Linked DNA regions of Mus musculus: all the other regions are linked to region 7. Evidence: chromatin contacts called from public HiChIP or PLAC-seq and promoter capture Hi-C data. All regions are on one chromosome and are shown on one strand. The core of a region is the stretch at or near the end of the contact, and the rest is flanking DNA. Distances in the headings are between cores, read along the strand shown. Region 1 overlaps Ccdc175 (coiled-coil domain containing 175). Region 2 holds the start of Jkamp (JNK1/MAPK8-associated membrane protein). Region 3 overlaps Daam1 (dishevelled associated activator of morphogenesis 1). Region 4 overlaps Daam1 (dishevelled associated activator of morphogenesis 1). Region 5 overlaps Daam1 (dishevelled associated activator of morphogenesis 1). Region 6 has its middle 29 kb from the start of Gm40440. Region 7 holds the start of 2700049A03Rik (RIKEN cDNA 2700049A03 gene).

Region 1 (2,700 bases), core at 72-2,571, 970 kb after region 7:
ACAGAACTGCCATATGACTCAGCTATCCCGTTCCATGTCCTAGCACAGAGATGGGCACACATCTGCACGTATCGCTGCTCTAGTCCCAAGAGCAAGGGAGGGACTCAGCCTCAACCTTTATCTGTGGATAGATGATGGATTGTGGGACATGGATACAGTTGAACCTTATTCTGCCATAAAGAGAAAAAGGAAGTGATAAGATTTGTAGGAAAATGAGTGAAAGTGGAAATAGTAGGTGGGGCCACTGGCTTGGGAAATCAAGTGTGACGAGACCTCTTCTGTGCAGATCCCAAGCTTTCAGCTTTTCTAAATGTGCATTCCATGTGGGAGAGGGGATGGAGAGGTGGCAGGAAACTAGAAAGGGGCCCGTAGAAGGCGGAGAGAGAGGCCGCACAGGAGGGAACTGGGAGAAAAACCACATGGGATGTGAAGGAGGAAATGATTGCACCCCATACGGACAGGGTGAGCAGTGGACAAGGCATGGGGGGGGGGGGCGGGTCACGGAGACGGGGAGAGAGGAGCACCTGAGTATTGAGGTTCAGCCAGAACTAGTTATGTGTGGAAACGGCACACAGGAACCTGTTACTGTGAATGGTGATTTAAAAATACAAATAAATATAAGAAAGTATATTTAAATTCATTTTCACTCTGACTTGAAATTAAGGAAGAAATTATGAAACAAAGTTCTTTTAAAAGTTGTCATCGCCTTGTGTGTGTGTGTATGTGCGTGTGTGTGAGTATGTGTGTGTGTATGAGAGTGTGAGTGTGTGTGTATGTGAGTATGTGTGTCCACGTACATGCATGGGGGGGCAGTGAGTATAGCACATGTGTCACAGTGCATACAGAGCTCAGAGGACAACTTGTAGGGTGTATATAGGTCTCAGGTATTGGGCACAGGTGTCTGTCAGGCTCCATGGCTAAGGACCTTTACCCACTGAGCCATCCCTTTGACCCAAAACACTTTTAATAATTTAAAAGTAATCAGTACTGCTACTGTTTGGTTTACGTATACGTGCATTTCTGCTTACAAGACAGAAAAGGTACAAAGTTAATTGACAGTTTTCAGGTGAGTTCTGGCAATCTAGCATTCTGATAACCTCATTCCTCTTTCCAGTTGTACTTGGGGCTCTTGGGCAGCTCCCATCTGCACCTGTCTCTGACAGCTCTGTGTGCTTTCTGCTCCTTTATCTCCAGGAGAAGAGGCCCATTAGGTCTAACCATCTCTTCTCTTGCCCAGGGATTCGCAGTACAGTAATGAAGCTAGCGTAATGGGTGTGAAAGGGCAGGAACTGAAAGATTGTACTGATATACTATGTCCAACAGAGAGCAGCAGAGAGCTGCAGAACTGGAAGCAGTCCAGGGCTTCTAGAGAATTGCAAGCAATTCACAAGTCAGAGACTCCTTGGCTGTAAGGTGGTGGAATAATAATAATAATTCAAGGGTCAAGTGGTACTCGCTTCTCTGGGACAGGGGGAGATTCCAGACACCCAATGAACAGTCAATATGGGTTTGATATTTTATAACCGCCGTTTGTTGTCTTTCTAACTCTACAATCAGGAAAAGTGAGAAAGGCGTGAACAGCAGGAGGACAATCCGGGCCTGGCTTCTGAGTCCACCCACATTCTGTCGCGTGCCCCGGGAGCTGAGAAGGGCAGAGAGCTATGGCAAGCCGGGGGTCTGCCTCCAGAGCTCAGCTCAGCTTCCGGCTCCTCAGAGGCCCCAACTCCTGACTCCTGCTACAGAGACTTTAGTGATGGCAGCGCCAAAACCACTATCTGGCCCTGGTCAGGGGAGGAGCCGCCAAACTCTGGACTGGACTGTGAATCCCATTTGAGCAGGGAGTGTCTCATTCCCTGTGGTATCTTAGAGCTTGATTCAGGACAGGAGGTTAGTAAGTGCTTGTTGATGGTAACATTTTATTGGCTCTAAATAGAATAGCTCACTTTGTCTTTGTTTAGTTTAAATGGTTTATTTTGGTTTTACTTTATGTGTGTGAGTGTTTGCCTGCATGTATGTATGTATGTGCACTACATGTTTTTGTTTTTCAACAGAGAATGTCTGTGAATCGGGTGTGGTGGCCTATATACCCAGCACTCAGGGAGTCTGGGCAGGAAGATTCTGAGTTCCCACCACACTAGACTCCACAGTAAGATTCCTATCTCAAAAACAAAGTCGCTAGTTTCTTTTTTGTAATCATGAGCAAAATTTAGTTCTCTTGAAAATCTTCTCAAGTGAAAGGAAGAAGTGATGAGCTGTTCGGACAAACTCGACCCAAAGTGAGAAGGGTGTTTGGTGGGAGGCCCAGCACCACAGAGCACTGCCCTTTTCCTTCCTCTGATGACCGGTTCCCGAGGACCCCCTTATTTTGATGTCACTAGCTACTAGAAGGCGGCTGAAGTGCTATCTTACCGAGCTTCTGGAGATCCTCTTTACTAAGGCTGGCCGGTGAGTCCTCTTCCATAAGACGACGCAGCCTTTCGAATCCCCCCACGAGCCAGGTGCTGATGGACTCAATTTTCTCATCCCTGTACTGCAGCTTCGCCACCAGAGACTTAATTTCTTGCATAGTGTCTTCTCCGGTGCCCACCAGTTCCTTAAAGGGACAGCATTTGGGGGTGTGCGGATACAAATTACAACGAAATGAATATCATTCTGAGTGGATTGTTTCCAGAGGTGATGCTATGTATGAAAAGTTGTCAT
Region 2 (2,700 bases), core at 112-2,611, 950 kb after region 7:
CCAAACCTGTAAGGCAAAGACACTGAAGCGTGTTTGCAGTAATTTGGAATTACCTTTTTATTAATCGCAAGGGCAGGCAGGGTGGGTTAGTTGCGCAGATATATTCAGCCACAGAGCAGTGGTTAGATTCGCGGATTGTCTCAACCGGGTCTAGTGAGTCTCACCCTTTACCTGAGGCCAGGACAAAGGCTGGGACGCTGTGGAAGCGCACAGGGCCGCAACTGCGGCCACCTTCACACTCTACGAAGGCGGTCACCAGACCACACGGGCAGTGGATGTTGACCTGAGCCTCCCGGGCGCCTTTTGGGGGAGCGGGCACCAGTCCAAAGTCGAGCGCGAAGCGGCCCAGCGCTAGCACCGCGTGACCGCACATGGAGCTGTAGCCTTCGTTGTGCAAGAACAGGACGCCTAGGTGTGCGTCTGGCAGCTCACTGGGCACCAGGATGGCCCCGTACATGTCCCGGTGGCCGCGGGGCTCGAACACGAGCCGCCGCCGGATGTAGTCGAGGTGTTGACGCATGTAGCGACGCTTGGCCAGCAACGTGGGCCCTGCCACCTCCGGACACCCGGCGTGCACGATGCGCAGAGGCTCGCCGCCTGTGTGCATGTCCACCACCGACAGTGCTGGCGTCCTCGGGTCGTTTGGGGGCAGCCGGGTCACTGCCAGCGCCGCCTCCATTGTCTGCGTCCAGGGACTGCCGCACAGCGCGGTGGTGCTCTCTCCAAGCAGGGAGAAAGCGCCAAACCCAACGGGAGAACGCGCAGAACCGGTGGCAATCTCAGGGCCAAGCCGGCGAGCAGAGATCACCCAGCGACCAGCGTCCGGAATCTTAGACTGGGCGCGCCCGAGCTAGCAGGATTCAGAGTTAGACTCCCAACAGGGGCGAGCCTGGGCGACAGGACAGGGAGCGTGGGCAGGGATTAGAAAACTAGACCCCCCAAATGGGGGCGTGGCTCCAGAGGTTTGAACACACGGAGGGGGCGGGGCTTCGGAACTTGCTCCAGCAGCGGGGCGGGGCTCGGAGGCTGGACTGCTCGGCGGGGGCGGGGCCTCGGAGACTAGACACGCGGCAGGGGCAGGGCCTAGAAAAGGAGCCAATAAAATAGGGGCGGGGCTCCAGAGACTACTCTGCGGAGGCGGTGCCTAGAAAACTAGCCCGCACGATGGGGGCGGTCCTCGGAGACCTCAATGCAGGGTAGGAGCGAGGCCTCGGCGACTTGAATGCACGGGGTGGGCGGAGCTACGAGCTTCGTCTAGGAAACGGGGGCGGGACCTCAGGGCCCCTTCAAAGAGACACTGGAGGCGGTGGAGACCAGTTCAAGTTGGAGGCAGGGCGGGGACGAGACCTGAGTCTGGACCCGGAAAAGGTGGAGCCTCTGAGCTCAAACCCGGAAGCGAGAGAGAGAGAGAGAGAGAGAGAGAGAGAGAGAGAGAGAGAGAGAGAGGCTTCCAAGCCTAGATTAGGAAACTAGGTTTCTGGGAATCCTAGGCCTGGAAGTCCGCCGCGTGCACCCCCGACACCCCTAGCGGGGGAAGCGGTGGTGGGGCGGGACTCGGAGCCGAATGTAGCAGGGGCGGGGTTCCAGCGTGCTTGCCAGGCTAGCGGGAGGCGGAGCGGCTGAGAGCGCTGTGGCCCGGATGTTCGGGCGCTGCGTTCGGACCCGCTGATCCCCGGCTTCTCAGGGGAACCTAGTGTGGCCAATGGGTAAGTGGTCGATTAGGCTGCGGGCGTGTCTCTGTCCTTTTTTCCTATTGCTTTTCCTCGCATTGTCTTGGGCTCGCCATCGGGCCGACAGCTCTGCTGCAGCGAGCAGCCTGGCCCTTGGCTGCGCTGAGCCCAGGCACTGACTTCTCCCGGGGTTGGGATGGTCTGCTCCAGAATGGCTGGAGAAGAGCGCTTGTGCAGAATTAAAGGCTGAGTCTTTGTTGTGCTCTTCCTGTGTCCCTTCCTTCAGTCCCTTTGTTCTTGTCCAGGAAAGCATTCCTGGTGGTTGACTTCAGAATTAGAAGCAGAGTTAGAACAGGACAAGGAAGCAGAACCTAATTGCCACGAGACTTGCTTTTTCAACCTCAAATGTAATAGTTGTTTTTCAAGACAGGGTTTGTCCTTGTAGCCTTAGTCGACCTGGAACTTGCTCTGTAGACCAGGCTAACCTCGAACGCAGAGTTCCACCTGCCTCCGCCTCCATAGTGCTGGGTTGAAAGGCGTGCACTATTACACTGGACATCAAATGTAAATACATTAAGCCCTTCACAAAGGGTCTTAGACTGCTGCAGAAAAAAACAAGGACAACATTTTAGCTATAGCTCACCAATGGCTATGAAAGGTTGTACAGATTCTTCTCGTTAGGTAAATGAGCTTTGGTTTGTTGGCCTTGGTTTTGAGATCTTTTAGACGCAAAGCCCATGGAGAAGGGACTTCCTTCTCATTACAGTTCAGTTGTGTTTAAAAAAGGTGTTAAGGATTGGCTGGAGAGATGGCTCAGTGATTAAGAGCACTTGCTGCTTTTCGTGGGGTTTGATCCCCAGAACCTCCACAGCGGCTCAGGACCCTTAGTAACTGCAGTTCAGTGGCTCCTATATCCCTTTCTGACTTTCTCCTCTTTTGGCCTCTGCGGGAACTTGGCTGGTACATGGTGCACAGACATAAATGCAGGCAAAACACAAATACACATGAAAACACAATACTATAATAATAA
Region 3 (2,700 bases), core at 90-2,589, 770 kb after region 7:
CTAAAAGGCCAAGGGCCTGGTTTGATCTCTGTACCTCATTGTAGGTTTGGGTAAGCTTTCCAGTGTAATTTTTTTTTTCTTGTACTTACTTTGTTTTAAAGTTTGTTATTTGACAGTTTCATAGATGGAAATATAGCATTATAATTATTCCCTCACCTTTCATTTTAAAATGTGCTCTAGTAGTGGCTAGAAAGATCTGTTGGTCTGAATACAGAACTTGCTGAGAGTTTATCCTGATGCCGTGAGACTCATCTCGGTGGCACCCCCTGTCCTCAGCACATGCATGACCCTAACCCACCATGAGCAGGGCTCGTTTCGATTCTAGATTATCTGCGAATGTGCCCACTACACTCAAAACCCTCCCCACTAACCTCCCAGGCCAGAGCGCCTCTGCGTCCAACACCGTCTCTTGATTCTTGCACTGGGAGCTCAGTGGCCAGCTCTGTCTTCAGCTATGCTTTTTCTGGCTCATGGATGAAGAGTTGGAATTTTCTTTGTTGAAAAAAATATCCCTCCTTTTAGAAGCTGCATATTTTTCTCTTATCCAGTTTTAAATGGATTCATTTAAAACACTCTACAGCTGCCAGCTTCTTACTTCTGCACATTGCAAAATCCAAGAACAAAGTTCAACACAGCGACTGGAAGCCAACGAAATAAACATAGGGGTTGTTTTCTGGAAAGATGGGCAACTACCAAATTTAGAAGGAGCCAGAAAGCCCTTTTCCGTCCTCTCGCCAGTTAACTTGAGAGTATCCTTTAGTGACTAACGCTTCATGTCAAACCTGGGTTGCAGATGCAGCTGTGCACTTTCAGAGAGCAGAATGGTGCAGGCATTCCTAGCATCTGTGGGTCCTAACTATTGCAGCTCCAGGGCCTGGAAGTAGTGCCTACTCCAGAAAGGGTGCACAGTGCGTGCTTGTTGCCTGGATGCTGTGTGAGTGGATCCTAGTGGTTAAAGCTTAGCTTGTAAACTGTGTGTGTGTGTGTATGTGTATGTGAGAGTGTACACCCATGACTGCTGAGTACTCCAGCAGCTGGGTTTGTTTTGTGACTATTTCTTGGAGTAGTGATGATACATTTGGACTGATGTTTGTGTCCCCTCCCCACCTGCTATCATCTTTTCTATTCATCTTTCTCATTTGGATGTTACTATGGCAACATCAGAGTGCCCTGTAGGAAGGGGACCAGATTAAAAGAACAAAGGTGAGGAGGTTTAAGAAATCATTTTACTCTTAAATCTGTCTACCAAGGGCTAGGGAGATAGCTCAGTGAGGACCCGAGTTCAGCTGTCCGGCACCAGCATAAGAGCTCAGTGCAGCAGTGTGGCTTGTAATGCCAGCATTGGAGTAGGGGAGGGGCAGGCTGGTGGACTCCAGATTGGTTGGCTGGCCCATCTGCCTGGATCAGTAAGCTTCAGGTTCAATGAGATGAACACCTGTAAGCACTTGAGCACATTTCCACACGACCCCCCCCCCCAACGCGCGCGCGCGCGCACGCACGCACACACACACACACACACACACTCCATACAGAGAACAAAGTTTCTCCAGTATATATTACTTAGTGAAGTAAGTATGTAGCTATGCTGTGGGAAGAGCCTCTGCTGGATTGTCTTTTCACCCAATTAATGCTGAAATGTGTCAGATGAGCTGCCAAACAAGTCTCTTGAGTGTGTGGGAGGGGCCTGGGCTCCAAGAGCAGAACTGGCCTGAGCAGGAGGGACCTGCAGGGAGCTCTGGCTCCAGCCTCCCACAGGCCTCTGGGGTGTCTTACAGTCTGTCACTATGGCTGGAGTCAGTCTCTCCATTCAGTCAGGAAAGCAGGACTTAGAAATCCTCCATATGAAATACTTGCTCAACTGAAGTTTCACTAGAGTATAGTTCTGAAAATGGGCATTTGGGGAAATGATTTAGCTACTTATAGAACAGTTATTTGGTTTAGACGACTGGCAGGCAGCTGCTGATTCAGATTAATTAAAAGTTAAGTCACCCCAGTGGATTTCTAGTCACACAACAAAAGCTGAAGAACTCTAGGTGTAGCCGTAGAGTTTGTCTAGCAAACAGCATATAGTTTGTATTGTCTGCTCCTAAGAGGAAAGAAAGGAAATAAAGTCATTAAAGCATTAGTAGTAAGATGCTAAACGTTCTGTTCGTCAGTTTTTGTTTGTGGGGTTTCTCTCTTGTTTGTCTGTAGCACATGAAAACATGTCTCTCAGTCATAGAACATTACCTAGGAGATAATGAATCAGCCTGTGGTATTCTGTGTAGTGACTTAGGGTGTTGACAGAAGTGCTATGGGCTGAAGCCCTCAGAATCTGTCTGTGAACATACCCAGTCCTTTCTGAGTAGAAAGCTTTCTGTTGTAGACCTACTCTTTTCTGGCCTTCCTGACTGGTGAGGAGCAGGAGTACGCCTCCAAACTGTCAAAAATCATATCAAACTGTCATACTTCTAACTACCACCCTAAGAATAAAACATGTTTTCAGGGTCATTTGTGATTAAGTTTTAAGAGGTATTAGCAACCCATGACTCTTGGGTGTGACAGTCACAGGTCTTGGTGGGGCTGGATGTCTGTAAGTTTAATAAGTTATTGCAGTTTAATAGTGTATAATTTCATACATTCACTTTCTGCCAGAGGATCACACCTTGGTATCCACATTCCTTGTCTGGTCTTTCCTAGTTATCATGTACCTCTGACATG
Region 4 (2,700 bases), core at 114-2,613, 750 kb after region 7:
AGTCATCGAAAGAGAATACATATAATATGCAATCTGTTCAACTTCTCTCTGAGAATTTGCCAGAACTGTTTCCAGTAGTAAGAAGTTAATGGTGTCTCCTTCTCAGCCATCGTCATATGCAGGTGTGTTCTATGTGGCCGGCACCACTGCTTTGTCTGCTCGTGTGAACTGATCTTAAACCTGAAGTTCCTTCGGCGTGCTTGCTGTGGGCTGTTATCAAGGCAGCCATAGATGTGGAGTTTGTGAAGAGTGACTTCAGGAGGCCCTCTCGTCAACCATGTACCAGAGCATGGAAGGAACAAACATGTACTGGTGTCTTGCAACACACGTGTCCTTCCCCCTTGATGAATGGTCTTACTCCGGGCTCTTCTTGAAAGCTCTAGGGTGACTCAGGACTCTACATCTTTTTGCTTGTTAAGGAGTAAGGCTTGTCTTCTTAAATAACTGACGGTTTGGTGTAACACAGCTGGCCAGGAATTCTTAGCTTGTGTTTTTGTAGCCTCCACTTTTCAAGGTGTCTGTCTGCACAGGCTTCAAGTGAGTCTTTCAGAGACAGTGAAGACAGGGACCCAGTGGGAGAACTTTGGCCTTCACCTTCAATTGGCTTATCAGCAGGTCTGCTGCCCAATGAGTGCCTCACCTCCATGGTGAGGAGAGAGCTCCTGGGACACTTCTGGTTTGGCTTCTCTCCCAGATGATTGAGCTGTCCTGGCTCCCAGACGCTGGTTTCTGTCATGTGAGCAACACAGACATCCTTACCAAGAACACTGTTCTGTAGGCTTTAGGGATTTATACTGTGAACCTGAGGTTAACACATTGAGTCATACGATTAGACCTGCCAGTTTTTTCAGGGTGAAAATCTAGTGGTGTCCTTGTCTGCTCTCCCCATGAAAGGTGGTGAGGGAGGGGGGCAGGCAGGGTTTCTGGCAGGATCTGAGGCAGGAACTTGGAAACACAGTTAAGAGTACATGTACTTGCTGGTTGAGTCCTGGTCTGGTCTGAGGGTGTTTGTAGAGTGCACTTGGACCCTCCTCCCTCATTTAGTAAAAAGCTAAGGGAGGAAGGGCATAGGTTTGCATTTTTGATGTACGCTCCTGTGCCTGCCTGGATGACCAGTGGACCCTAAGTACTATTTTTTAGGGGGTCCTTGGCTATTTTGGCTTTTAGGAATTTGTTTTCCCTGGTGTCTGGGTGGGGCCAGAGTGGGATGCCCTCCTCTTTTTCCTCTTGCATCAGAGAAGCCACTGGGATTAGTGAGCAGATTGCTGAGTGAATTTCCCAGAGCCACTCCAAGACATGCCCCATTAGAACATTGTTTTGGGACCAAGTGTGTGGGAAGGGCTGGGCCGTCTCTTCACTGGATGGCCTGAGAAACGCCCTTTCCGTTTCCTGGTGGAAAGGATGTTGAAATCTGTAGGTTTTCAGATGCTTCTGCAACCTTTGGCTGTATCTCATGACTCTTTGGCATTTGGCATCTGGTGTCCTTGGGAAATGAAACCAGACAAGCGGAATGTGAGAGGAGAGGGGTGGCCAGAGAAAGAAGCAAAGCTCTTTCCCTTTCACATTTCCTTGATAAGAGGTCTTGAGTTGTATTGCTGCAGCACAAACTGCACTGGACGCCCTGAAAAGTAAACTGATGTTGGAGGAGGTTCTGAAAGCAATTGGTACGGCAGCTGGAGTTGGTACGGCAGCTGGAGTTGGTACGGCAGCTGGGATGGAGACAGAGTCCCACCCTTCTCCGTAAGGTTCTTATGCATACAGATTTTGCCCTTGGCCCTCTGTGCAAGTGACCTAAACTCACTTTGTCTCAGAAATGTCGGAGATCATCCATTGTACAGAAATGCCTGTGTTTGGTGTTGAGATTTTTAGCTGGAGAATTTACTGTGAAACAGACTGTCCTGGTGAGAATAACAGAGCTAGAGAAGGACCAAGGCTCCCTACCAAACTTGTGAGTACATGCAGAAACTCTGTTGGCTCTTAGGTTAGTGGGTGGCTGGCAGGAGCTTCATGCCTCTCGCTCCTTTCCTGGCCCCAGCCTGTGTAGGCTCTAGTTTCCTTTGAATCAACTCTCGGTGTGGAAAAACCTTGGGAAGATAGCCAGTGAGTGATCCGCTCCCTTGGGATGGACAGACATCTTTAAAATGTGTGGCGGAGGCCCCCAATGAACCAATTAAAACAGTGTGTAAATCAGTGCAAACTGTTTGTCATCAGAACTGCCACGTTTTCCCCTAACATGGGGTACTCATTGTGTCTTGCTTTGTGGAAAGCAAATGTTACACATCTCCTGTGTTGTCACTGGCACTGTCAAAGGAAAAGTGCTAGGAAAGGTGTTCTTAAAGACTTGAAGCTTCTTGCCAATTAAAAAAACAAAAAGGCCTTAATCATCTTCCTCTCCATTCCCTAAAACTGGCTTTACTTTCTGGATATTGCTGTACTCAGAGGTCTTGTTTGTTTGGGTAAAGTACAAATGACTGACTTTGAGCTAGACCACAGATGGACAGCATTGCTCACCCTTTGCTCAGCAAAGTGCACCTGCTGCAGAACCTTTAGCTTTAATTGCTTCCTTGTGCTCAGCATAGCCGTAGTCATCTGTAATACTGTAGATGGATTGCATCGGGATGTCCCAGAGGTGACTTCTTCCTCTGCCCTAGTGCCAGAAGCTGAGATTAGAGAAGTGGTTGAGGGCCCAGCTGTCAGGGT
Region 5 (2,700 bases), core at 60-2,559, 840 kb after region 7:
GCCACTGTGTGCTGAGTCAGCTCTGAAAGTATGGAAAGGGTTATCTCGTGTCCTGAGTGGCAAGGCCACCTTCTCATAGATTGCCCCTCTGTCTTTGTTTGATGGTGACAACAGACCCAGAGCAAGATAGACCTGCAGCTGGACTTGTCCTGGGTGAAAACCTCACAATTCCAGTAGAACAACTTATCAAGCTGCCATTTAAACATTCGATTTAATTTTCAAAATGTTAATGATGTTTTTCTTCGAGTCTGCCATGGCTCTCTGTGGATGCACGGTTTCAAGTGTTCTCCCGTGCAGGGCTGTGTCCCGATCCCCGTTCTTCTTTCCCTCGCTGTACAGCTTGCTTCCCCAGCTTCAAGGTGGCCCCGCCTTCCAGTCACTACTAGAAGTGATGAACTGTGTGCAGAGCTGCCTCTGTCTACAAGGTCATATACTTAAAATTCTACAGGGTCTGTTTACTGTGAAACTGCATCCAGCAAAATTCCTCCTTGAGGGGAAGGATCGCAAAGCCCTGCCAAAAGGGCTTGCAGTGCAAATAAGACACACTCCAAATAAACAAGGGAGAAAATCTGTCCACTGATGCAGCATCTGGCCAAGGACATTTTTGACCTGGTCTCTCCTGATAATTCTGTGAGCTTCTTGCTCTCTGCTCAGCTCCCACGCTCTCTTTCCCCTTTCCTTCCTCACTGTAATGTCCCTCTGCCTGGTGTTCTTCCACATACCTCTTTTCAGGACACGTATCTGCCCCAGCATCCCCTGACCCCTGTGTGGAGCCCACATGAGGGCCACGTGCAGTCCATGCTGTCTGTTGCTGGTGACGGCAGGGCTAAGGGTGTGGCTGAAGTCAGTGAGCCGCTCTTCCCCAGAGCCCACCTTTTCTGTTCCTAGGTGCTTTCCTAGCTACATCCCTCTGGAAAGCCATCCGAATGCAGCAGGACGCAGCAGGTTACTTGCCTCTGCTTTCAGGGGGTGGGGTGGTGGTGTGGCTCACATGCCTCTTCCTATGCTCTTGGAAGTCACAGAAGACACACAGTGGTGGTATTTTCCTGATCACAGACCAGCTATAGTCCTGGCAAACCGAGGAAAGATGTCTGATATTAGAAGGGGGTTTCCTACCTTAGAAGATAAAACTTCAAAGTAAAGTGGAGAGGAACACCCTTCATCTTGCTCTCTTCTCCTTGCCTTACAACATTCCCTATGTAAGAAGCATGAAACTACATGTCCGGTTCAGTGTCACCATTTGGATCTGGGAACAGAAGTGTCTAGCAGTCAGCACACCCGGCCAGCAGGCCATGCACCACTCCTTGGCACTTGCTCTCATTGCGCCTCCTTTCCACCCCCTGGGGCAAGGGAGCTGGCTTTGCTAATGCCCTGGTGAAGCCATTCCTTTTGTCGGGAGCCCATCTGGGCTGGCTGCTCCGCCCCTCAGCCTCAGTCTGGCCCTCTCAGCTCTCAGCTGGCCAAGTGTCAGTCTTCGGTGGGTGCACACACACGGTGTCCCTGCCTTCTCTGCTCCTGGCACAGTCGGAGTTTGTGGAAGCCAGTCCTTATCCTCCTCCTGCTCACTCATCAGCCCACTGTCATCTGTCGTCTTCGCCTCCTTAAAGCTGGGACTGCTGAGGGCATTCACAGCCTCCCTGTTGCCCAAGCCAGAAGACTCTTGGTGGGTCTTCTCTTTTTTGGTGTCTTGTTGATGTCTGACATCAATGACCACTTACTCCATAGTGAAGAGTTCTCACCTTGGCCCTGTGATGCTACACAGGCTTCTCCAACTTAACCTCTAGTGCCACCTTTATGGGCTCCTCCTCCTCCCATCCCCGTCCCCATCCCCATCCCTGAGTGCTGGTTTTCTCCAGCCTTGAACATATTCACTGAGCACCACCTCCCAGTGATGCCTTCTCTGTAGTTCCAGTTCTCTCTCTCTCTCTCTCTCTCTCTCTCTCTCTCTCTCTCTCTCTCTCTCTCTCTCTCCCTCTCTCTCCCTCTCTCTCCCTCTCTCCCTCTCTCTCTCTCTCTCTCTCTCTGGTGGCTCCCAACCAGCTGCCTTTTAAAAATTCCAACAAACATCTGAAAATCTATCAGAGGAGGAACTCAAGTTATGGGGAAGGTCTCATTTCAATTTGGAGGAGGGAAAAAGCATGGGATCTAGAAAATAGCAGGCATACCCAGCCCTCTACAAACACAAATGCACACAAATGTGTGCACTCAGGATGGCAGCCAGACACATAGGAAGTAGCTTTGTCAACTTTCAGTATCATTTCTTCATTTCTCATTCTCACCCTCCAAAATAAGATATGCAGAAAAGGTAAACTCTTCCCAGTGTTTCTCTCACTGAACTCTACATGGAGCGATAAGGAAGATGGGATTAGAGAAGCAGAAGAGGTAAGCAAGGAGAATGAAAAGCACAAGTGTAATTATCCATTCCACCGTTATGCAATACAAAAATGGATAGAAGTCTGGGAGCCAGAGAGACCAAGGTTCTGTTCCTGACAGTTAGGCACACTCGCTCGGCAATGCAGGCTGAGGTACTGAGTCTCTGGAAGGAACTCAGTTTTATGCCCTTCTAACGACAGGGTTTACTTTCTATGGTCCTGCTAAGGCATTGCACAAAGTAGATCCTGGTGGAAATTGGTAACAGTTCTTACTTGAAAGGTGCTGGAGAATAGAAAAAGATTCTCAGCCAATTTAAAACTGCTATCA
Region 6 (2,700 bases), core at 74-2,573, 870 kb after region 7:
ACACCTGTGGAGGTCAGAGGACAACTTGCTGAAGTCAGCTCTCTCCTTCTACCATATAGGTTCCAGGGATCAAACTCAGGTTGTTTGAAAAGCATGGCAGTAAATACCGTTAGGTACTGAGCCACCCCACCCAGCTATACATGGTCTTTGTTAAATTTTAACTCCAGGTAGAAAGGAAACATTTTTCAGGCTGTTTCATGTGCAACATTTACCACATTCTTAAAATTTTACACGCCATCTACTCAAAATTCTAATTTAACTGGGGGGGGTTGTGTTTTATTTGCTAAATCTGGCCATTTGCATTTATAAAACTGAAATGCCTAAGGTAATTGCCATCATGTCCTGATGTTATTTTGCCCATCTGGTCACATGCCAAGGACCAGCCTAGGCTCGAGAAGGATTCTGAGAGAAGGGATGTCTGAGAGTGGCAAAAAGAAGGACTTGAAGTCACATTGTGGGTCCAAGCTGATGACCTGTGTTCTGCTTGTTATTCTAAGAGATCTCTCTGTCTATGCCCTGCTTGCTTGCTTGTGTGTGTGTGTGTGTGTGTGCGCGCGTGTGTGTGTGTGTGTGTGTGTGAGAGAGAGAGAGAGAGAGAGAGAGAGAGAGAGAGAGAGAGAGAGTCAGTCCATTTTCTAAACAGTTCTTTCTTTTTTTCCTAAGAAAATCTCTGGATAGCTCATCTCAGCTCCTAAGACCAGTCTCTTATTTTACATATCAATCCAGTCATTTGCTTCAGGTTGCCTTTTGATTATCGTTGAATCAGTTACTGCTGGCCACAGTCTTTTGATTCTTTCGAGACTGTAATCAGACTCTCTCTCTCTCTCTCTCTCTCTCTCTCTCTCTCTCTCTCTATATATATATATATATATATATATATATATATATATATATATACTGTAACTGTCTTCAGACACTCCAGAAGAGGGCATCAGATTTTGTTACGGATGGTTGTGAGCCACCATGTGGTTGCTGGGATTTGAACTCAGGACCTTTGGAAGAGCTGTCGGGTGCTCTTACCCACTGAGCCATCTCACCAGCCCGACATTTTTTTCTTAACATTGCAAAAGAATTCTGAGATCTGTCTGCCTTTGTTAAGCACAGACAATAAACTAGTTGGGTAGGACCATAGTATAGCAGCCTCTGTTCCTTTAGATTCATGAAGACCATAATATTTCATATCGCATCCTTCTATTTTGCACAGTTGAGAAGTTTTATATATATATTGATCTCATGTATCTAGAGCTCTTTCCCATAGCCTTAAGGGCTGTCCTGAAGGTCCTAGTGTTTACCTAGTGTTTTGCTGAGACATTAGCCACACCCTTGACTCCTGGACTCCTGCTGGTTCTAATTGTCATGGAGTCTTTAAAGTTAACAGGGAGGGCATTCCTTTGAGGAATGTGAAATATGTACATTATTACAGAAACAAGCCTTATGCCCACAACAGCCATTAACAGTTGTGGGGGCTCAAACCAGGGCCCTGTCCTAGGTACAGGAACTATGTCACTCTGTCCCCAACGGGGCCACACCGGGCTGGGCAGCTCTTCTCAGGCCTTTCACTCCCAACAGCCATATTCACCTTGGTGACATTTCTAGAACTGTCCATGACCTTGGCCATGGTCTAGACATTCTATAGGGTCTGGAAGATTCTGCTTGGCCTTGCAAGAAAGCAGACGTTACTAGGCAACTCTCTCTAATATACCTTCCTGCCCGCATGTGCACTGATGTAGTTAGAGCTGTGTGCTTGAAAACACTGTACCCTGAACGTGGGCTCCAAAAGACTCTCTTGGTCTGGCCATTAAATAAAGGAGTCAAAACTTTTAATTGGCGTAATTGACATGGTTGTCAGTAGCTATGTCATTTGGATCATTTCAAAATAACAATATATAAGATGACCCTGGGTTAAAATATCTCCAGTACCCAAAGAATGTGGTCAGAACTTACTCCTGTGAAGGGTGCGTTTGTCCGTGCCTGTTTCTTAAAAAGAGAACTGGATAAGAGAGAACTAACAGTTTACCTCAAAAACTAGAAAACGGGGTGGAGAGATGGCTCCGTGTTTAAGAATTCTTGGTGCTCTCTCACGGGTCTCAGATTTGGTTTCTAGCACCCTCTCATGGTGTATCACAGCTGTAACTCCAGAGGATCTGATGCCATCTTCTGAACTCAGAGGGCATTGGACACACATGTAGTGTGCATACGCACACATCAGCAAAACATACATATAACATAAAAGAATAAATCTAAACAAAATCAATTTAATTAGAAAGCAACAAAATCAAAAGAAGGAGAACAAACAGGACTTTTTTACAATGAGGTGAATTTGAAGGAGGAACCCTTGCCAGCTCCATGGTGGGCCTTTAGTTAAGGTCCTTTGTCCCTTGGACAGGGTGCAGTCTAGCAAACCTGCTAGTCTAGTCTCTACACTAGAGGCTTGCCCAGTGTCTTCTGTTAGTGTCTTTTTCTTTTCATATATTATTGAGCATCTTTATCATAATGTGCCAGGCCAGTTCAGTTTTGTCTAAAGCCCTTTATATCCCCTCATGTGTGTGTGTATGTGTATGTGTGTATGTGTGTATGTGTGCATGCGTGCATGTGTGTATGTGTATTGTGTATGTACATGTATTGTGTGTGTACATGTGTGTATATGTGTGTGTGCATGCGCATGTGTGTATGCATGTACATGTGTATAAATGTAGATGC
Region 7 (2,700 bases), core at 181-2,680:
TATTTTGAGAGTTCAAATACTTAATAGAAATTTTTTTATTTTATTATCTTATTATTTTTCACATGATCCTTTAGATTATTTGCAGGTTTAGTTAGGTTGTGGGATGAACAGACAAGGTTGTTTTTTTTTTTTTTTTTTTGTCTTTCTCTCTTTCTTTCTCTCTCTCTCTATCTCTTTCGACAGGGTTTCTCTATGTAGCCCCAGCTGTCTTGGAGCTCTTTGTAGCTAGGCCTAAAGGCTGCCACTACACCCAGCATTACAGGCAACTCTTAATTAACTCAGTGTTAATCATAGCTAAAAGCACTTGAAAATGAATTCCTATTGTTTCCCGATTCAAAGTCTAGCCTCAAGGAAGATGAGAACCACGCTACTTGGGGGGTGGAGTCCCAGGTCTGACATTCGTTACAAATTATTTACTCAGGTCACTTTACTGATTGCTGTTGCAGTTGCTCAGCGTTTTGAAATTAGAGGGGAAAGGTCATTTTTTTTCATATCTAACTTTTATATAGAAATTACAGAAGTTAATTCATCCCTAAGGTCTCTTGCAGCTCTGACATTGCCATTCGGTCTTTTAATACACTTATACAACAAATCATGAACCAACAGATAAATCTACAACAAGAGAAAATGTAATAGGTAGAAAAATGATTAATCTATTATACTTTAAAAAAATACATTTTAAAAGCTTCTAGCAAGGCGTAATGGGAAAGCTCTAAGCAGTGCGTTCTCCAATATGAGACCTGGGAAGGGTGCGAGCCCTTGTACCTAATGACATAAGGCATAGTGTGCAGACAGGGTAAGAGCCGAGGAAGTCTAGATTTTCAGTAAAGGGGCTCCTGTCTGACAGCTCAAGGTCATCGAGTGGCTGGCTACCTTGTAATCTCAAAGCGTGCCCCCAAGCGATCCAGTCCCGGGTGGGCGGTGTCTCGGGGCCTAGGGTCCCCACCCTCGGGGTGACAAGGCCTCCGGGACACGGCTGGCCTCCCGCTGCGCCGCGCTGCCGGTTGCGCAGCCCCACGACCCGCGTGCACGCGGCGTCTCCCTCCGGGGTACCTGCCCGCTCCCTTTCCCGAGTGAAGGCTGTCACCCCACTGGCCGCGAACCCGGGATTATGAAAGCAGAGGAAAGGGACCATACTTAGCCACAGGATCTCGCCTCTGACACCGGGACCGGGCTGAAGAGCTGCGGGGCAGGTAGCGTGTGAGCTCGGAGGGTCAGTACAGAGCGAGCGCCGCGCCGCGGAAAGCTGAGAACACGTGGGGGCAGTGATGTCAAGCATGGCTTCAGACCCTTAGACGCAGATTCGTTACCACGTGGGAAAATGTAGGAAGAAAAGCAAGTGCCCAAGCAAATTCTAAAAATCATCTAAGAATTAACTTTTGTGATTATCTGTTCGTCAGTGCTCTCTGTACTTTTCACTTCCTTTTCCACGGCAACGGAATCTGTCGAAATTTCTAGAAAGCCTAATATGCTTAACCTACTAGGTTTCTAACGGTCTGCAGTTCCTACAGTGTAAATAACCCTTGATAAACAAAAGTGTTTATGGGCTAATCGAGAATTCGCCATTCCTCTAGGAATACTTAGTACTGTGTCCAAACATAAAGGCGATATTCTGCCTTTAAAAAAAAAAAGTCACATCTCCTGGCAGTCTTTTATGTTGGGAGTTTGTTTCCACCCGGACACGAATGGAAGAGCACCAGAGCACTCCCGTTCCGGTCGGGGGGGGGGGGGTTGGATCTTTGCGCGCATGCGTGCTGACGCTCAAGGGCGGGTTTTCGGGGAAGACGGTATTGACCCGCGAACAACCGAAGCTGTTATTCTATCAAAATCAAGACGGCGTGTGTGCCGGACTCTGTGGAGACTCTGAAGACTAAGTTGAGGTGTCCGAAATTGCGTCCTGACTCGTAGAAAGAAATCTACTAAGCTCTTATGAGGGTGGTGTTTTAAAAAACACGATTTTAACGTTGCCTGCTCGTCTGGGTCTCCTTAACAAATCCTAACCCCGCCTCCACGTCTGTTGGGGTTTTCAGCTGCAGCTCTGGGTTTGGAGGAGTGCGTTTTTATTACGGTTCCCGTGGCTTCTCTTTTGCTCTTGGCATAATTCCTTTGAAATTTATTTCTTCGATGCATTAACAGACTCAGTGGGATCAAGACTTTTTGTTTTGTTTTGTTTTTTGTTTTTGTCGTATTTAGCCCTGGATTAAATGTCAAAATCGAAATTTACAGCTTTATGGATATTTTGCCTATAGACTTTCTAAGTTAATGACTGCTTCATAATTATTTTTGGAACTCAGGTGTTTTTCAAATTCACTTCCACCATTACTTCTTTTCCTGGTACTCAAGGAGAAACTGCGTCCTTAAGTTTTGAGAAGCTAGAATTCCCTCTGTTAAGAACGGCGGGACTTGATTTGTGACTAACCAGATGAAAAACGTTGAGTTTAGCCTGGAAAGGGGGCAAAGGCTTAAAATGCCAGCGAGGAAACTGCGAGAGATTGTTTCTCCAAACCAAGGGAATAAATTGGCTGTGGTGGAAGATGAGCTGCCCCGTGTTCCTCCAGCCCTGGCTGCAAATAAACGTCTTGCTGTTGAAACGAGGACTAGTTCTAATGGAACGTTATGTGGTATGTGATTCCAAATGTTTCAGTTTCCCACCCAGTTTACGTTTTCTCTCTCTCTCTCTCTCTCTCTCTCTCTCTCTCT

What was found. Promoter capture Hi-C pulls out the DNA fragments that hold promoters and counts their contacts. HiChIP or PLAC-seq counts read pairs in DNA pulled down with a chosen protein or histone mark.
Region 1: a promoter capture Hi-C map of hippocampal neurons shows a contact between it and region 7, with 2.4 times the contacts expected there. The contact joins the enhancer-like site here to the promoter of 2700049A03Rik in region 7. A contact is called at or near these places in 2 of 39 promoter capture datasets (hippocampal neurons and liver), 2 of 115 datasets of contacts at active chromatin or transcription factors (bone marrow-derived macrophages and stem cell-derived neural progenitor cells) and 2 of 9 other capture datasets (adipose tissue and embryonic stem cells).
Region 2: a contact with region 7 is called in an H3K4me3 HiChIP or PLAC-seq map of stem cell-derived neural progenitor cells, with 6 times the contacts expected there. The contact joins the promoter of Jkamp here to the promoter of 2700049A03Rik in region 7. A contact is called at or near these places in 17 of 39 promoter capture datasets (the 3T3-L1 cell line, 3T3-L1-derived adipocytes, cranial neural crest and 11 more), 5 of 484 Hi-C or Micro-C datasets (B cells, CD4 T cells, LSK cells and 2 more), 12 of 115 datasets of contacts at active chromatin or transcription factors (SST interneurons, astrocytes, bone marrow-derived macrophages and 8 more) and 4 of 9 other capture datasets (adipose tissue, embryonic stem cells, liver and 1 more).
Region 3: a promoter capture Hi-C map of liver shows a contact between it and region 7, with 2.5 times the contacts expected there. The contact joins the enhancer-like site here to the promoter of 2700049A03Rik in region 7. A contact is called at or near these places in 5 of 39 promoter capture datasets (the 3T3-L1 cell line, 3T3-L1-derived adipocytes, the HPC-7 cell line and 2 more), 1 of 484 Hi-C or Micro-C datasets (brain), 2 of 115 datasets of contacts at active chromatin or transcription factors (embryonic hindbrain and extraembryonic endoderm stem cells) and 2 of 9 other capture datasets (adipose tissue and embryonic stem cells).
Region 4: a contact with region 7 is called in a promoter capture Hi-C map of liver, with 2.4 times the contacts expected there. The contact joins the enhancer-like site here to the promoter of 2700049A03Rik in region 7. A contact is called at or near these places in 4 of 39 promoter capture datasets (the 3T3-L1 cell line, embryonic stem cells, hippocampal neurons and 1 more), 1 of 484 Hi-C or Micro-C datasets (brain), 1 of 115 datasets of contacts at active chromatin or transcription factors (stem cell-derived neural progenitor cells) and 2 of 9 other capture datasets (adipose tissue and macrophages).
Region 5: a promoter capture Hi-C map of hippocampal neurons shows a contact between it and region 7, with 2.5 times the contacts expected there. The contact joins the enhancer-like site here to the promoter of 2700049A03Rik in region 7. A contact is called at or near these places in 3 of 39 promoter capture datasets (hippocampal neurons, liver and maxillary cranial neural crest), 2 of 115 datasets of contacts at active chromatin or transcription factors (cardiomyocytes and stem cell-derived neural progenitor cells) and 1 of 9 other capture datasets (embryonic stem cells).
Region 6: a contact with region 7 is called in a promoter capture Hi-C map of embryonic stem cells, with 2.4 times the contacts expected there. The contact joins the enhancer-like site here to the promoter of 2700049A03Rik in region 7. A contact is called at or near these places in 3 of 39 promoter capture datasets (embryonic stem cells, hippocampal neurons and stem cell-derived epiblast-like cells), 3 of 115 datasets of contacts at active chromatin or transcription factors (craniofacial prominence, embryonic forebrain and stem cell-derived neural progenitor cells) and 1 of 9 other capture datasets (embryonic stem cells).

What each region holds. Positions count from the first base shown.
Region 1 is chr12:72,103,395-72,106,094 of GRCm38.p6, forward strand. It overlaps Ccdc175 (coiled-coil domain containing 175), which reads right to left. Exons shown (of 21, transcript NM_028687.1): 19 at 2,410-2,593. Among named protein-coding and RNA genes, the nearest start is that of Jkamp, 19 kb to the left of the region's middle. Within about 2 kb of position 1,322, at least 20 of the 459 cell types and tissues checked have an H3K27ac peak or open chromatin away from gene starts, as enhancers often do. A contact at or near this core is called in hippocampal neurons, where this site is marked.
Region 2 is chr12:72,084,478-72,087,177 of GRCm38.p6, forward strand. It overlaps Jkamp (JNK1/MAPK8-associated membrane protein), which reads left to right and starts at 1,362. Exons shown (of 7, transcript NM_024205.2): 1 at 1,362-1,706. The coding sequence starts at 1,703. It overlaps L3hypdh (L-3-hydroxyproline dehydratase (trans-)), which reads right to left and starts at 836. Exons shown (of 5, transcript NM_026038.2): 1 at 172-836. The coding sequence starts at 679.
Region 3 is chr12:71,905,437-71,908,136 of GRCm38.p6, forward strand. The region is part of intron 2 of Daam1 (dishevelled associated activator of morphogenesis 1); the gene reads left to right. Among named protein-coding and RNA genes, the nearest start is that of Daam1, 76 kb to the left of the region's middle. Within about 2 kb of position 1,340, at least 65 of the 459 cell types and tissues checked have an H3K27ac peak or open chromatin away from gene starts, as enhancers often do. A contact at or near this core is called in 3T3-L1-derived adipocytes, adipose tissue, brain and 1 more, where this site is marked.
Region 4 is chr12:71,884,563-71,887,262 of GRCm38.p6, forward strand. The region is part of intron 1 of Daam1 (dishevelled associated activator of morphogenesis 1); the gene reads left to right. Among named protein-coding and RNA genes, the nearest start is that of Daam1, 55 kb to the left of the region's middle. Within about 2 kb of position 1,364, at least 88 of the 459 cell types and tissues checked have an H3K27ac peak or open chromatin away from gene starts, as enhancers often do. A contact at or near this core is called in adipose tissue and liver, where this site is marked.
Region 5 is chr12:71,972,337-71,975,036 of GRCm38.p6, forward strand. The region is part of intron 18 of Daam1 (dishevelled associated activator of morphogenesis 1); the gene reads left to right. Among named protein-coding and RNA genes, the nearest start is that of Gm40440, 67 kb to the right of the region's middle. Within about 2 kb of position 1,310, at least 31 of the 459 cell types and tissues checked have an H3K27ac peak or open chromatin away from gene starts, as enhancers often do. A contact at or near this core is called in hippocampal neurons, where this site is marked.
Region 6 is chr12:72,010,243-72,012,942 of GRCm38.p6, forward strand. No RefSeq gene overlaps it. Among named protein-coding and RNA genes, the nearest start is that of Gm40440, 29 kb to the right of the region's middle. Within about 2 kb of position 1,324, at least 5 of the 459 cell types and tissues checked have an H3K27ac peak or open chromatin away from gene starts, as enhancers often do. A contact at or near this core is called in embryonic stem cells, where this site is marked.
Region 7 is chr12:71,135,418-71,138,117 of GRCm38.p6, forward strand. 2700049A03Rik (RIKEN cDNA 2700049A03 gene) reads left to right here and starts at 1,431. Exons shown (of 30, transcript NM_001163378.1): 1 at 1,431-2,621. The coding sequence starts at 2,423. It overlaps Timm9 (translocase of inner mitochondrial membrane 9), which reads right to left and starts at 1,258. Exons shown (of 5, transcript NM_001286203.2): 1 at 1,138-1,258.